2 separate regions of the Anas platyrhynchos genome follow, and region 1 is linked to region 2. A link is a contact called in public Hi-C data. All regions are on one chromosome and are shown on one strand. The core of a region is the stretch at or near the end of the contact, and the rest is flanking DNA. Distances in the headings are between cores, read along the strand shown.

The links. A called contact is a pair of places that touch in the nucleus more often than the background predicts.
Region 1: a contact with region 2 is called in a Hi-C map of subcutaneous adipose tissue, with 1.6 times the contacts expected there. The contact joins the promoter of PDPN here to the enhancer-like site in region 2. A contact is called at or near these places in 3 of 8 Hi-C or Micro-C datasets (F1 follicle, liver and subcutaneous adipose tissue).

What each region holds. Positions count from the first base shown.
Region 1 is chr22:5,749,056-5,755,616 of IASCAAS_PekinDuck_T2T, reverse strand. It overlaps PDPN (podoplanin), which reads right to left and starts at 4,747. Exons shown (of 6, transcript XM_005021318.6): 1 at 4,403-4,747. The coding sequence starts at 4,472.
Region 2 is chr22:5,701,170-5,707,510 of IASCAAS_PekinDuck_T2T, reverse strand. No RefSeq gene overlaps it. Among named protein-coding and RNA genes, the nearest start is that of CFAP107, 14 kb to the right of the region's middle. Within about 2 kb of position 4,905, at least 3 of the 8 cell types and tissues checked have an H3K27ac peak or open chromatin away from gene starts, as enhancers often do. A contact at or near this core is called in subcutaneous adipose tissue, where this site is marked.

The DNA of each region.
Region 1 (6,561 bases), core at 3,498-5,997, 48 kb before region 2:
TTGTGTGATCATTTCCTAACTCATTTCTTTGAAATATGGATGCTAAACACTAGAACTGGAAACTGATTAGCCTTTAATTTTGTTCACAATGGTTCTTGGCTAGTTGCTATGGATTGCCACACAGTGTAACGTTGCCAGCAAGCAAGAGCCACTCAAGTATGTTTAGTCTGACATTCATCCTAACTAATAATACACAAGCTAGTATTTGGATGGGTTTTGTAGTCATAAAAACATTTTAATACGTATTTGGAATGAAGTATATCCCCTTTAGACATCTAGCAGCAGCTCGTGTACTACTCAGGTCCTGTGAAGAAATTGCCTGCTTGCCCGAAATGAGGTGCACAGCTGAATTGTACCCTTGCAAAGGATTTTTGATACAATATATGCTGGATGTTGTAGTCTCTAAAATCAACAAATACAATGGTGGACAAGCACGGGGCAATCATAAAGCAACAGGAGAACGTACACAGCACCAGTTTGTTTCCTTTAAGTCTTTGGCCAGGCATCTGAGACAGTGAGTTGGAACTGAATCATAAATTTGTCTAATAATTTTTCTCATTTTTCTTTAAACTTCCCAGTGCCCCTGTATCCTAATTGTGTGTTTTGTTACCAAATAGCATGGAGCAAGCTGCGCGCCACCCAGCTAAAGGAGCTGTGCTGCTGCCTGAACTCGAGCTGAGGATGGGGTTTGTGTGCCCGCAGAGCAGTGGAGGCCGCCTGGAGGCTGCCTGCCTGCAGCATGGAGCTGGGATGCAGGGGCAGAGCAGGACCTGGCAGCATCTGGGTTCCATCCTGTAGTCCCTGACCGCACTCAGACAAAAAGCAAACAAACCAACACAACAAACAACTGAGACAGAGACTTTATGTTAGAGCTGGGCAAACAGTAGTTATGTCTGTGGTACGCATGTATGGTTTGCCTCAAATGACACAAGGAGGAAACACTGGGTGCTTCTGTCAGAGGCCACAGCCTGTACACTGTGGGCTAACCTTGCTTTACTATTTTTTGATTATCTGTTAATATGTTCTTTTATCTCTCTAGGTTGTCGGCTGCTTATATTTCTGCAGATGGTTTAGAAATGCTAGATCTAGGGTAAATGCATGGTTTCAGTGGAAGCTATTGAATTACAGGAGCTGAGAATCCAGCCTCTGTTTCCCGTTTTTACTGTGCCACCTGAGTTAATGAAAGGCCCACTTGTGAGCTTTTAAATATGACCGTTTCCTTTCTGTACAAAATTACATAGATTCAAAAACTGAACTCCTAGGTTTTGAGAAATAGATGCACGAGCATCCCTGCTTTTCCAATGAAAAACGTGCTCTCTGCTGATCTTTTTACCAAGACGCTGCAATGTGCACTCGCTAATTTGCAGGCCCACTAACTGAGATTCAGTGAGATGTTTTTGCGGTAATTAAATCTTGGGTATTGGATATGTACAGCTAGATTCATATCTAGCTAGATTCATATCTCAACCACTGCTAACGTAGTGGTTGAGAGGCACATACAGAGGCACGCAGATGTGCGCTCATCCACGATGCAGCTGGATGCAGGGTGGAAGTCCTGCGTGCTCCATCGGGACAGAAGAGCTGGAGCAGGCAGTGCGGTGGGGCAGCAGGCCTAGGGGAAAGTCTCCTGGGGTATTTATGCAGCAGCGATTGTACATATGAAGAGTAGACGTTAAAGTCATGGTTTATTTGCTCCAATAACTGAAAATACCGCAGGTACAAACCAAGCTTTTCATTCCCATTTGCACTCACGTGCATTTTGGTTGTTCACTTTACCTCTTACCTGCAATTACGGCATTTGTTTTTTCAGAAGAGTTTAGAGGTGCCTAACTTCACTGTTTAGCTTTACTACTGAACTGGCAGTGGCAGCTGGGTAGATCAAGATATATTTGGAAAAACCTTTTCTTGCAATTTCTCAATCCTAGTTTTTGATTTTGAAACATTTAGAAAACTTTGTAGACTTCCGTGGTTGACTGTAAACTTCAATTTCCTTTCTTACCATGTAAAAACCTTTTCATCTTGATTACCCTACCTGTCCATGTGCTAACCTTGAGACCAGACCAAATGTAAAGTAATATGACCTAGCACAGACCTGCTTTATTTCGAGGCTTGCATAAGGAGGCATTATTTAGTATTTGCCTCTGGTTAAGATCAGGCACACGTACAGTTGATGCAGCTCAAGTGACATGTGGAAACTTGTTAACAATCATCTTAATTTTTGTTCATGTTATGTGACAGCCCGTAGAGTAATCCTCTTATCCGCAATGATACTTGCACCATAGGAAAGGTTTCAAGGCAGGAAATGTGTTGCCTGTAAAACATTCATTGGAATACTTGTGCTTTTCATCATGTGATTAACGCCGTGCCCAGAAAGATTTTAGGCTAACTTCCATTTCATTTCTTTTGATCCTGTGTGCTAAGCTTTGCCTGAGGTTTTTATATGCTGAACAGGATCACAGAAAGACAAATGTGTATCTCCTACTCATTCAAAAGGAAATGCTTTAGTCTAAAAATTCATCAGGTTGTGTAGGGCGCTCAGGGCTGTCCTTGGGTGGTAAGTATGACCAAATACTTGGCTGGTTCAGTCAGGATTTAAATCATGAATGGATAATACAAAGTTAACGTGAATGCGTTTGTAAGTAGACAGTGAGGTAAGATTTGTTCTTAGGTTTTCTTTCTGTATTTCTGCTAATTTCTGTCATTAATTTTATTTGGAAGCTCACATATAAAGAAGGAAATGAATTAATTTTCTTCTTTTCCACATCGGTATTGTATTTTTATCCTTCACAGCTTTGTTCTGTATTGCTTTTTGACCCAGTTAAAAGAGCTTTATCCTTTCTGTTGGAAACCAAGTTACTGACTTTGGGATCAAAAATTCCTGTTATGATTTCTTGAGTTTGTGCTACTCTTAACAGAAATCTTCTGCTTAAAATGCTTTAACTTTTTTGGGTTGCGGGATTTCAACCTGATTATTGCTGGGCTCCTTAACTCAGAGTTGAGAGAAAATATCCTTAAAACCTCCCCAAAAGCCTTAAGATGGAAGATCTCTTTTCTTGGAGTTCTGCTATCTTAGAAACTGCTTACGATAATTCTGAAAATGGTGGTTTCTTTTTGTCTCCTTGTTTAATGGCTGTAAATTTCGGGATATTTAATACTGGTGCTTGCTAAGGACCAGCTAGCTGGGAGCCAATGATTTGAGCCTTAAGTTTCTAGGATGGAGAAATGCAATATTGGGAACTTGACTAACATTGATCAGTTTTAGATTTTCTGTGAAATTTTTGAGTGTAACTCCAACCTTTGAGACACAGAGAACACCAGGAATGCCAATTAAGTCACAAGCCAACATCTACACATCCTGCATATCGATACAGCCGTTATCTCCAGCAGAATGATACTGGTTGGCACCAGGCTAACATCAGGCCATATCCCAAAATCCAAGTCAGAGAAGAGAATTTATGCTTTGGAAAACTAGTGGGTTGAGTTTTGGGTCGCTGTGTTCAGAGAACTGATACCTGGAGCAGGCAATGCCCATGTCCAGCAGCAACACTTGCTGTGTTTCACCACCGCGGGCATGCTGTCTGCACAGGCGTCCCCTGGGCCCGTTGCCTGATGGCCAGCTCATTCAGACTGAGTCAAATGCTAACCAGACTGAACTTGAATGTGCTGTTCCTGGAATCAAGTACTGTTCAGGACAATTCTCATTACTGTCAGTAAATCACTCTTTGCTTTATCTTTAGTAAGACTTAAAATCTATTACATTTTAAAGTGTATTTGGTATTTTTCTTATAAAATTCAAAAGAAATAGTTCACGAAATTAACTTTTCCTGGGTAGATATATAACATTTCTCAAATCTGTCTTAGGTAATAATTCTTCCTCTCTTAGCTTCCCTCGCTGAAGTATATTGCCTATGGCCAACGTCTTACAAGCAGAATTCTCGATAAGGCTTTAGTTCCAAGCTGCGGTAATGCCTCTAAGCGCAGAAGTTAAACTCTTCAATGGAAAGATTTATAGATGACTTTCATAGCAGGCAGTTTCACCATCAAAATATCTGTTATAACTAAATTACTGCTTGCAGTCTTCTCTGCATATTTTATATGGTGAAACCGAAGACACTTCCAAGGGCTGCTGATGTAATGTTTTTGCTGGCTGCTTCCAAACTACTCCTTCCCTCACACAGATGCACAGAAGTCTTTTCTAATAGAGCACAACTCTGACTATCTGAAAACTTTTGATGCACCTCTTTCCTGCTACAGCATAGTATACACTCAATGGTAGCGTAAGAATTAAAAGGAAGAGTTTTATAATAAGGAGAGAGCAATTGTATCGCCTATTAGTAAGCACACAAACTGTTAAATTAAAGGAAATCACTGGAAATAATTTTAAACAAAGGTTTTTTCTTACCTTCTTCAGCAAATGCTATGAAAGGCACGCTCCCTAGAATGAAGATGAAGAATTGAACTTTAATAAACATCTTTCCTCGGCTTAGAGAAGAGCTTTCCACTTCTGAGACCAGATGGATTTAGATTCTGATAAGTTCTTTAGAGGCGGGTGAGAATTGAGAGTGCAAAAAGAAGTCACTGCAAAAACTACTTTGGTATTCCAAGTATTCCTTTAGCTGCTGTTGCTAAAGGGGGAAGGTTTTCCCAGATGATAACTATACAGCTAGAGCAAAGGATCTGAGTGGAGTCAGCATTTTTTTGTTTAGCCAAGGGGTGGGAGGGGAGCGTGCCTAAGGTGGTCTCAAAAAGAAGAGCCAGACCCGCCCTCTGCACTCTGTTTGGTCAGTACCAAAATTATGAACTCAGCCCAGGTTTAAAGTTACAGGAGCTGTCGTGGCTTTCAGAAGACTTTTATTTAGCAAAGGGGGGAAAGGGGACTTAGGCAGAGCGAGGTGTTCAGGGAGTTCCCTCCCTTCTGCAAACTCTCCTTAAAAATATTTAAGGGACAACACTAAGTATATTTTTCCTGTTATTTCCAGCAGTGAATTGATGGTGGTTTTTTTTATTTCAAAGTGTGCCCCTATGTTTATATAAGAAAGTTTGGTAATGAATGTGCTTTTAGAGATACTGAAATAGTTTTAGGACAGGGTGTTTAATTCTGTAGTAAATACTGACTGAATCTTTCTGCACGTCCAAGTCTCTTTCAGCTCGTGTCCTCAAGTGCCATGCTTGCTGTGCTCTAGCATTTATCTTTGCCCACAGGTTTCCAAGCCTGGGAGTTCTAATTTCACCCACCAGGGATAGAGGATTTCTCCTTTCCATGTGTAGCTATCAGTAGGACAGCTGTACAATTGTCTGTACAGTGCTGGTTACTCTTTTCTGGTAAACATTTTGTGCGTCAGCATCAAGATGCACATATGCAAGACTAGATGATCGCTCTACAAACATCTGTAACAGATACTGAACACTCTGCTCTTGTGTAGGCAAAGACTGCAGCACAGGGACTGGGGGTGAAGCAGGACTCTGGCAGTAATGACTTGTATTAATCCTTTTCTGAAACTTGGGCAAGTAATAATCTACTAAACCACATCTATTATTAAGAGATGTTGTGAGTTTTAATCAGCCCTCACATGGAAGCTAAATACACCAGTGTTCCTCCTGGCTGGGTGGCAGCCTCTTCTGCCCCCTCAGGTTCTGTACCTTGGTGTCCCGCAGCGCTAGGACACCAGTGCATGAAGCCTGGCAGCTGACCTACAGATCTGTTTCCTTTCTACTGACAGAGGGGGAGGAGGTAACCTCTGCAGAAGGATGGAGCAGACCTGTGGGAGAGGTTTTAACTTGGAAGAGGAAAAAAAAAAGAGAAAAGAAAAATAAAAGAAAACAAAACAACCGCATGGCTAGGTTATTTATGAGAATGGAATGCTTAGATTCCTATATGCATTTTCAGAAAGAAAAGTGATCGTGGTACACTGTGACAAACAAACTGGAACAAACCAGTGGCTGCTCTTAATGATTAGTTCAGATTCTCATCAAGAACAGGAAGAGGGTCTTTTTAAATTTCATCCCATTTTTCTCAAAGGTACTCTGAAAACAATTCATCTTAATAGTTATTCATATAAACAAACTTGTCCCAGGTGTATGAGTGGCCCTTTCTAAAGAAGGACAAGCTATTAGCCGAATTTCTTTCTTTGCACAGCTCTGCATGCCGAGCCCAGCACTGGAGCTCTTGGGCTCTCAGAAATCAGAGACTTCCAAGTTCCAGCTCCTTTCTGGTCCAGCCCACTCCTCAGAAAAATTTAGATAAATTCATAAAATAAGTGCAAAAAAGAAAAAAAAAAAGTTTACCCATAGATGCAAAACGAGTTAGTGAAAAAGCTAGGAATGTCTCTTACCGATTGCCATCTCAGGATGAAACTGTTTCTTAAGGACATCATTGACAGGAACTTGCCTGCTTCTGAGAACAGCATGGTGCTGAGCCAGGGTATTAAAGTTCAGAGGCATTGCTGAGCCCACTGATTGGAAACAAACAAAAATGCTTCCAGAAAGGCCCATGTACCCTTGGGAGAGGGTATGGAAATAGAGAAATGAGAGAGCAGTTTCCCTCTGAACTCCACCAAATTT
Region 2 (6,341 bases), core at 3,656-6,155:
ACAGTTTCAAAAATAATTATTAAGATATTTAATTTTACTAATAAAGTAGTTGATTCATTCAAGAATTTATTTATGATAAAATATAATTGCTTATATGTAACAGACAGGATAAATAGAAACTAACTATGAACTATGTTTGAACAATTTGCCTATTATATACTATGGTATGCAGGCCTTACCTAGTATTTTTATGTAAATTTAATGCTGTGTGCATTGCAGGCACAAGTAAAACAAAACAAAACAACTTAAAACAACATTAAAACAAAACAAAACAAAACAAAACAAAACAAAATAAAATAAAATAAAATAAAATAAAATAAAATAAAATACCGTAATTACCATTCATTTCCCTATTAGTGCTGGTGCAGTGTTTGAAGTGCAGTTCCACAAGGGGAAGTAAATGCACATCCAGTTTTGTAAGGTTTCCTTTGTGCTATCTCAGAACCTCAAAACACGTGTATTCTTTACATGATAATGGACAATGAGTGGTAGAAATGGATGAAATATCTTGAGTCTACAGATAAATAAGAAGGTCATAAAAAACATATGAAGCTATTATAGTAGATGCAATCATTAGCTCACAGAATTTTTATTATATGCTTTTTTTTTAAGAGTCACTTCAAAAATTAGATTTTCCAGATTCAGAACTGCAACCAAGCTAGAGTGATCTAAATTAAATAAAAAGTGTTATTGAAGCAGACATCCACACTGAGTGGCAAAGCCATAACATTAGAAATACATTAGTTTGATTATGCTACATTGCTGATTCACTCACAGGAAAGTCCCCCAGCTTCTAATTATGACTGTCTCAGATAATTTATAAATTGAATTCTTAAACAAACAACCCCCTTGGAAAACACCTTGTAAAGTAACTACTGATTCCGAGGGTGCAACTTAAGATATCTTGAGGACCTTGACCATAAGAAAGTGCTGAACACCTGCTGTCTGGAAACACTAGCATTTTGAGGTAACCAAATAACTTCGGTAAGTTTGGAAATGCTAAATCTTACATGTAGCTTTAGCTCTTTACCTGGAGACCAGATCTTTTCTTTAATTTAAGGTTCTGTGGAACAAAAATAATAAGGGGGGGGGGGGGGGGGGAGGGAGGTGTATTACCTGCAACACTATAGCCATTACAGATACTACGTTTTAGGGATTTTGTTGGTTTACTGAGTTCTTCCTCTTCTTTCTTTTCCTTCCCATGCTGTTCAGAAATATCCTCACCAGCTATGAAGATTAAAGCTTTATCCACCAAGATATATCGTCTTCAGGCACATGCACCTAATCCATTGCCCAAACAACCTTGCAGTATGAAAGCTGTAGGTTATACTTGTTGCTAGAATTTATAGAATTGACCAGACTAATATTTTTTCTCTGTTTATTCATTAAAAATGGGGTTCTGAATAGTTTTTAAAAGCATTCACATCTGTCAGTGACTTGTCTTTATAAAAATCCATTCAAGTTTCTATCATTCAAGCTGGTTTGGTCAGTCTAAGCTACATGACACTTCTTTTCTCTCTGATTCGTTGACAGAACTTTTACAAACTAGGGAAATGACTGAGGAGATTACAAAGTGTGTGACTTTTCTAGGAGAAAGAATTTTGGGAAAAGCACTATTCCAGCTGTGTGAGTGCAGGAAAGAATCATTTTTAAAAGATGTTACCTATTGCTACTTTAAAGCTCTGTGAATCCCAAATCTCCAAGACTTTTCACTGATTTATTTAGGAAACTACCCAGGAAAATGTTTACAAAAAAGCAGAGAGGAGAGGGATGGAAATACATTTTAAAAATTTGAACAACTAGTCAAGATCAGCTAACAGCCTGTGGGCATTGGAAATTAGTAGATGCCACACTCCACATAATGAGAAACAATAGGAACAGATTTTTCAGAGACATTTCAAGTGAATTGGAAAAAAAAAAAAAAACAAAAAAAAACAAAAAAAACCACAACTTTCTTACCCAGTGAATATTCAGTAAATATTACTGATGTTTAAACAGGTGCTCACATCATATACAGTAGCTTTGCATTTTCTTCCTTCAGCCTGAGGCTGTACCTGACTTTAAAGAGTTAATGTCCTCTTATTCTTCCTTTTTTTCCCATCTTTCTCTCTCTGCCACTGGCTCAGAGCACTGGCTTTCATTTGAAGGGCACAGCATACTGAGTGATGTTCACATGATACCAATGACAGCAGCATGATAAGCCTATTTCTGACAGTGTGGCAAATTACTATTATGAAATCCCAGTACATTTGATTGCAGAGTGACTTTCAGAAGGGATCACACATAGCAAGGTTATGAAAGGCTCCCTGTTTACTGCAGTAATGCTGACTTACTGGAAAAGAATATCAAGAGCTCTTTAAATAAAAAGCTTGGGAGACTCCCAATTCACAAAACATTTAGCTAAATATATCCAGCCAAGCATCATATTTCTCTAAAATTACAGGAGAAAATTATCATAAAAAATTCTATGGCTTTTTTTTTCCTTTTGTGCCTTGGTAAAATGTGTTTGCTATAGATTCACTCAAAAGAGATCATTAGCTTGTAGCTGTCCTTCCCCTCTGACATTTCCCTCATTTAGGAGATTTCTGTTCTCCTGTCTCTCCAGAATTGCCTCCCCATTCCAAAGATCAGGGTCTCCTCCATCTGCATAGTGCCCAAATTAAAAGAAGAACAAGATTCATAAAAATAAAATCATGACAAAAGCAGAAGTGGGAAGAGAAATAGGGAATTTATGGATTGAGAAAGCATGGACATTGCCAGTAAGAGAAACATACTTGCAAAATAAAAAATCATCAGTAACCCACCTGCTGAATCCTTGTGAGTGCCCGAGGGTGTGGTAATACATGGAGATAAACTGTCCCTGCCCCAGACACCTTCCTTTTAAACTTATTTGTGCAATACCACAATCAGCAGAATATAAAAGAGCAGGCATTAAGTGGCTCAGCTTTGCAGCAGAATTTTTATCTCACCAGTGGGCATCAAGGTAGTTCCATATTGACATAGGTTTTTATTCCATTATCTAATTAATAAATATGATTATTACTTTTTCTAGACTTTGTTGTTACAGTATTTCAGTTGTGATAGCCCAGGTAAGTCTCTAATTGGTTTTGTTGCTCTTATTAATTACAATACCATCGAGTTGTGATTACTGTATTCAGAAGCAATGTTCTGATTGCTTCCCTTAATTAGAGCCCGTGTATTGTCTTTTACATAAAGATTTACATGAAGCTTCAGTTCAAGCACATTCTACCCCCTAGATAGTGAAATGTTGGTCTCTGCTACATCTTTGCAGTGTTATGAAGCATTTTTTATGCTATATTCTAGCCAAAGTGATGCAGTAAAGAGCTCAGCATGCGTGTGGATCTGATTAGGATGACAAATTACCACCAAAAATGTATTTAAAAAGGCAATAACTGTCCCTGATTTGGATTTGTTATAGATCAGAGATATTGAGGCAAGTAAGTTTCCTCCTAAGCAAGCTTTTAATGAATATGTGCTTTAGAATGAGGAATTTTAACAATTTCTCCACACAAATTAGTGAAGCAGCTACTTCATCAGCCTTGTCTGCCTTTCCTGAGGCAAACCTATTTGTCCTGGCAGGTAAAATTTGATGTGTGGCAAACTCAGGTATCCAACTGAGGAACAGCTTAAATGATGAAATACTACTGAAATACACCTCAGTTCTGTACGTAGGGATACAAAGTGTAAAAACCCCTAAAGAAGAAATACTTGGAATTCCTACAACTTTCTAGAACAGCAAAGGAGTATATTTTCCCTCCAAAAACCCCAAACACCTGTAATTTCCATTTCTTAGCACATGTAAAAGCTAAAACAAAATATGTCAATATATCAGGATACAAAAGAGACTCATTCCCTTTCTAAGTTGTTGCTGTTTTCTTGGCTGAGTAGAGCGTTCACATGATATTTATTTTGGGATACACAGCCAATACAATCTAGTTTGTCTGCGGGGTGGAATGTGGCTATTCCAGTCTCTTTGATTACTTTTCCCAGCTGAATTAGGGAATTGATCCCTTAGTTCAGCAAGCAGAGGCTTGCAATTTGATTTTGTATTCTGCCCCTGTTGCAATCTGAACGTATTTAGCTGATGAAGGAACATGGCTTCCAGATGTAGGAGGCCACAGCCGGTCAGAGTTCAGGCTGACAGCCCAAATGTCTGAGGTTAGGTGCACAGCATCAACAGCTATCGTTTTTAAAGGCTATTTTTTAAAAGTACAGGTCCTCAGGTTTTGTTTCCCGGGTGGCATGCTGTGCCGTGGAGAGGCCAAGTGTTGAAATGACCCCTTCAAACAAGCTTTGCCCTCAGCTGCAAGGCCTGAAAGCAATTGTCTCTGAAATCAAATTTGTGATGGCAAAAGCTTTGGTGCAAGTGAATGGATGTGGTAATTGCCTTTCCCTACCTGGGAAAAGGGATGTCATAACAAACTGGGGACTTTTTTGCATTTCTGACAGGTAGGTGGATAAATGCAACTTTTACCTCTGTTCTGAGTGGGCCCAGAATTTTACCTAAAAGTTTTTGGAGAGGAGGAATACTGGTGCTGCAAAGGGCAGTGTTTTATGGCTGTATACAGGCTGGGAGGAAGATTGCTATTACTGCTTGTGCTGACCAAAGGGGTACTGCTTTTCTGCCTGCGATGTTGACTACCTTAGGTGCAAAGAAATTGTCTAATCACAGCTGCAAAATGTGGCACAAGCTGCAAAACCCACCAAAAAGTTTGAATTCCATGCACTGTAGCTAAACTGCCCCAAGTACCCGGGTTTGCTACTTAAAAGTTGCTGCATTCCTAATAATGAACTCACATCAGTGACTTGCTTGTAGACCCACCCATGTCTAGCAATGCCAGTACATGCTTACTTGTGTAATTAAACACAGATGGACCACAGTCAGTATCTCATGCTAAAGTGTTTTGTAATCGTTTATGGAAAGTCCCAACATGACGAGAAGAGGAAGATGCAGGGGGTATTCAGCTTCTCCAGTGTGACTCTTCCTCTGGAACCAAATTAAAAAAATTTGGTGGTGCTACTCAGCTATCTGCCACTGTAATCTAATAACAAGAATTCTCAGTTTCAAGGTTGACTGGCTAATCATATAGGGTGCAATTTAATCTATACTAAAAAAAAAATAAAAATAGGTGGGAGGTAGGAGGAAGAATCTCCCCCAAAACATTGAAGCATGAGTTGATATAACAAAGGGGGGATTTCTTGTGAATCATCATAGTCTAGAAATAGAATTATGTGTAATCTCAATGCTTACAGTTCTAAGAACTGAATATTAACAACTTGACCATATGTTGAGAGTCTTTTCACTGTTTTCAATTTACTTTGGAATATATTGTATATAACGTACCTCATGCTGTAGAATTCCCAATTCCTCCCTGGAGATACAGTCAGGGTCCCTGCTGTGATATACCTATTACAATGTTATTTCCAGCAGAGTTTATGGACCTACAATGATAAATGGTGGTTTCACAGCAAATTTTTGCTTAGGTATTTCAACTTAGTCATCCAGTGTCTGATATTATGGTAAATCTGCATGTCGATATGTATTGTATATAGGCAATTTGTGGAACTCCTGACATAGGAATTCCTTGAGATATATAAAATAAGGAAATAATTGCTGTTGCACAATTCTAAAAGGAAGAAAATAATTGGCCATAGTGGGTCTCCTTAAAATGTTTGGAAGATTGTAATTACTCACTAAGTTTTGAAGAAAGAAAAATGTTATTTTGACCGTGAAGCTGGCGAATTCTACCATTTTGATTCCTCAATGGTAATCTCTGTAAAAGCTGCCCTACCTTGGGGCTGAAGCATATGACTTTGGTCTCTAAGGCTATCGAACTAGTACTGTAAGTCAAAACTACTTTCATTTTATAAATAAATAAATAAATAAACGTATTCTTTACTTGGCGACAAGCTGGCCCATTACTTAGGCTTTGGTGCCAGTGTTCAGATTTTAAAAAGGCCATCTCAACCCTCACAGGCATTTTTGACATTTTCCCATTAACAGGGTTGGTATTTGAGGGCTTGAGAGTGCTTTGTCTGTGTTAAGATTTAAACTTTTAACACCTTAGATCTGTCACCAGTTCACTGGAAAATGCTATTTTGATTTTCCTCATTAGCATCTCTGAAATAGGGGGGAAAATTAGCACATCTCTCATTTAACATTAACTGGAACATATTTTTGCCTGTAGCAGTTTGCTGATTGTGAGATTTCTGTACTGCTGACTGAGGTGGCTTTGCAAAATTCTTATAAATAGAAAATAAGAAGTTTTTTTTTCCTGTGAAATGACCAGCTAGAGAAAAAACTCATTAATCAGGGAAAC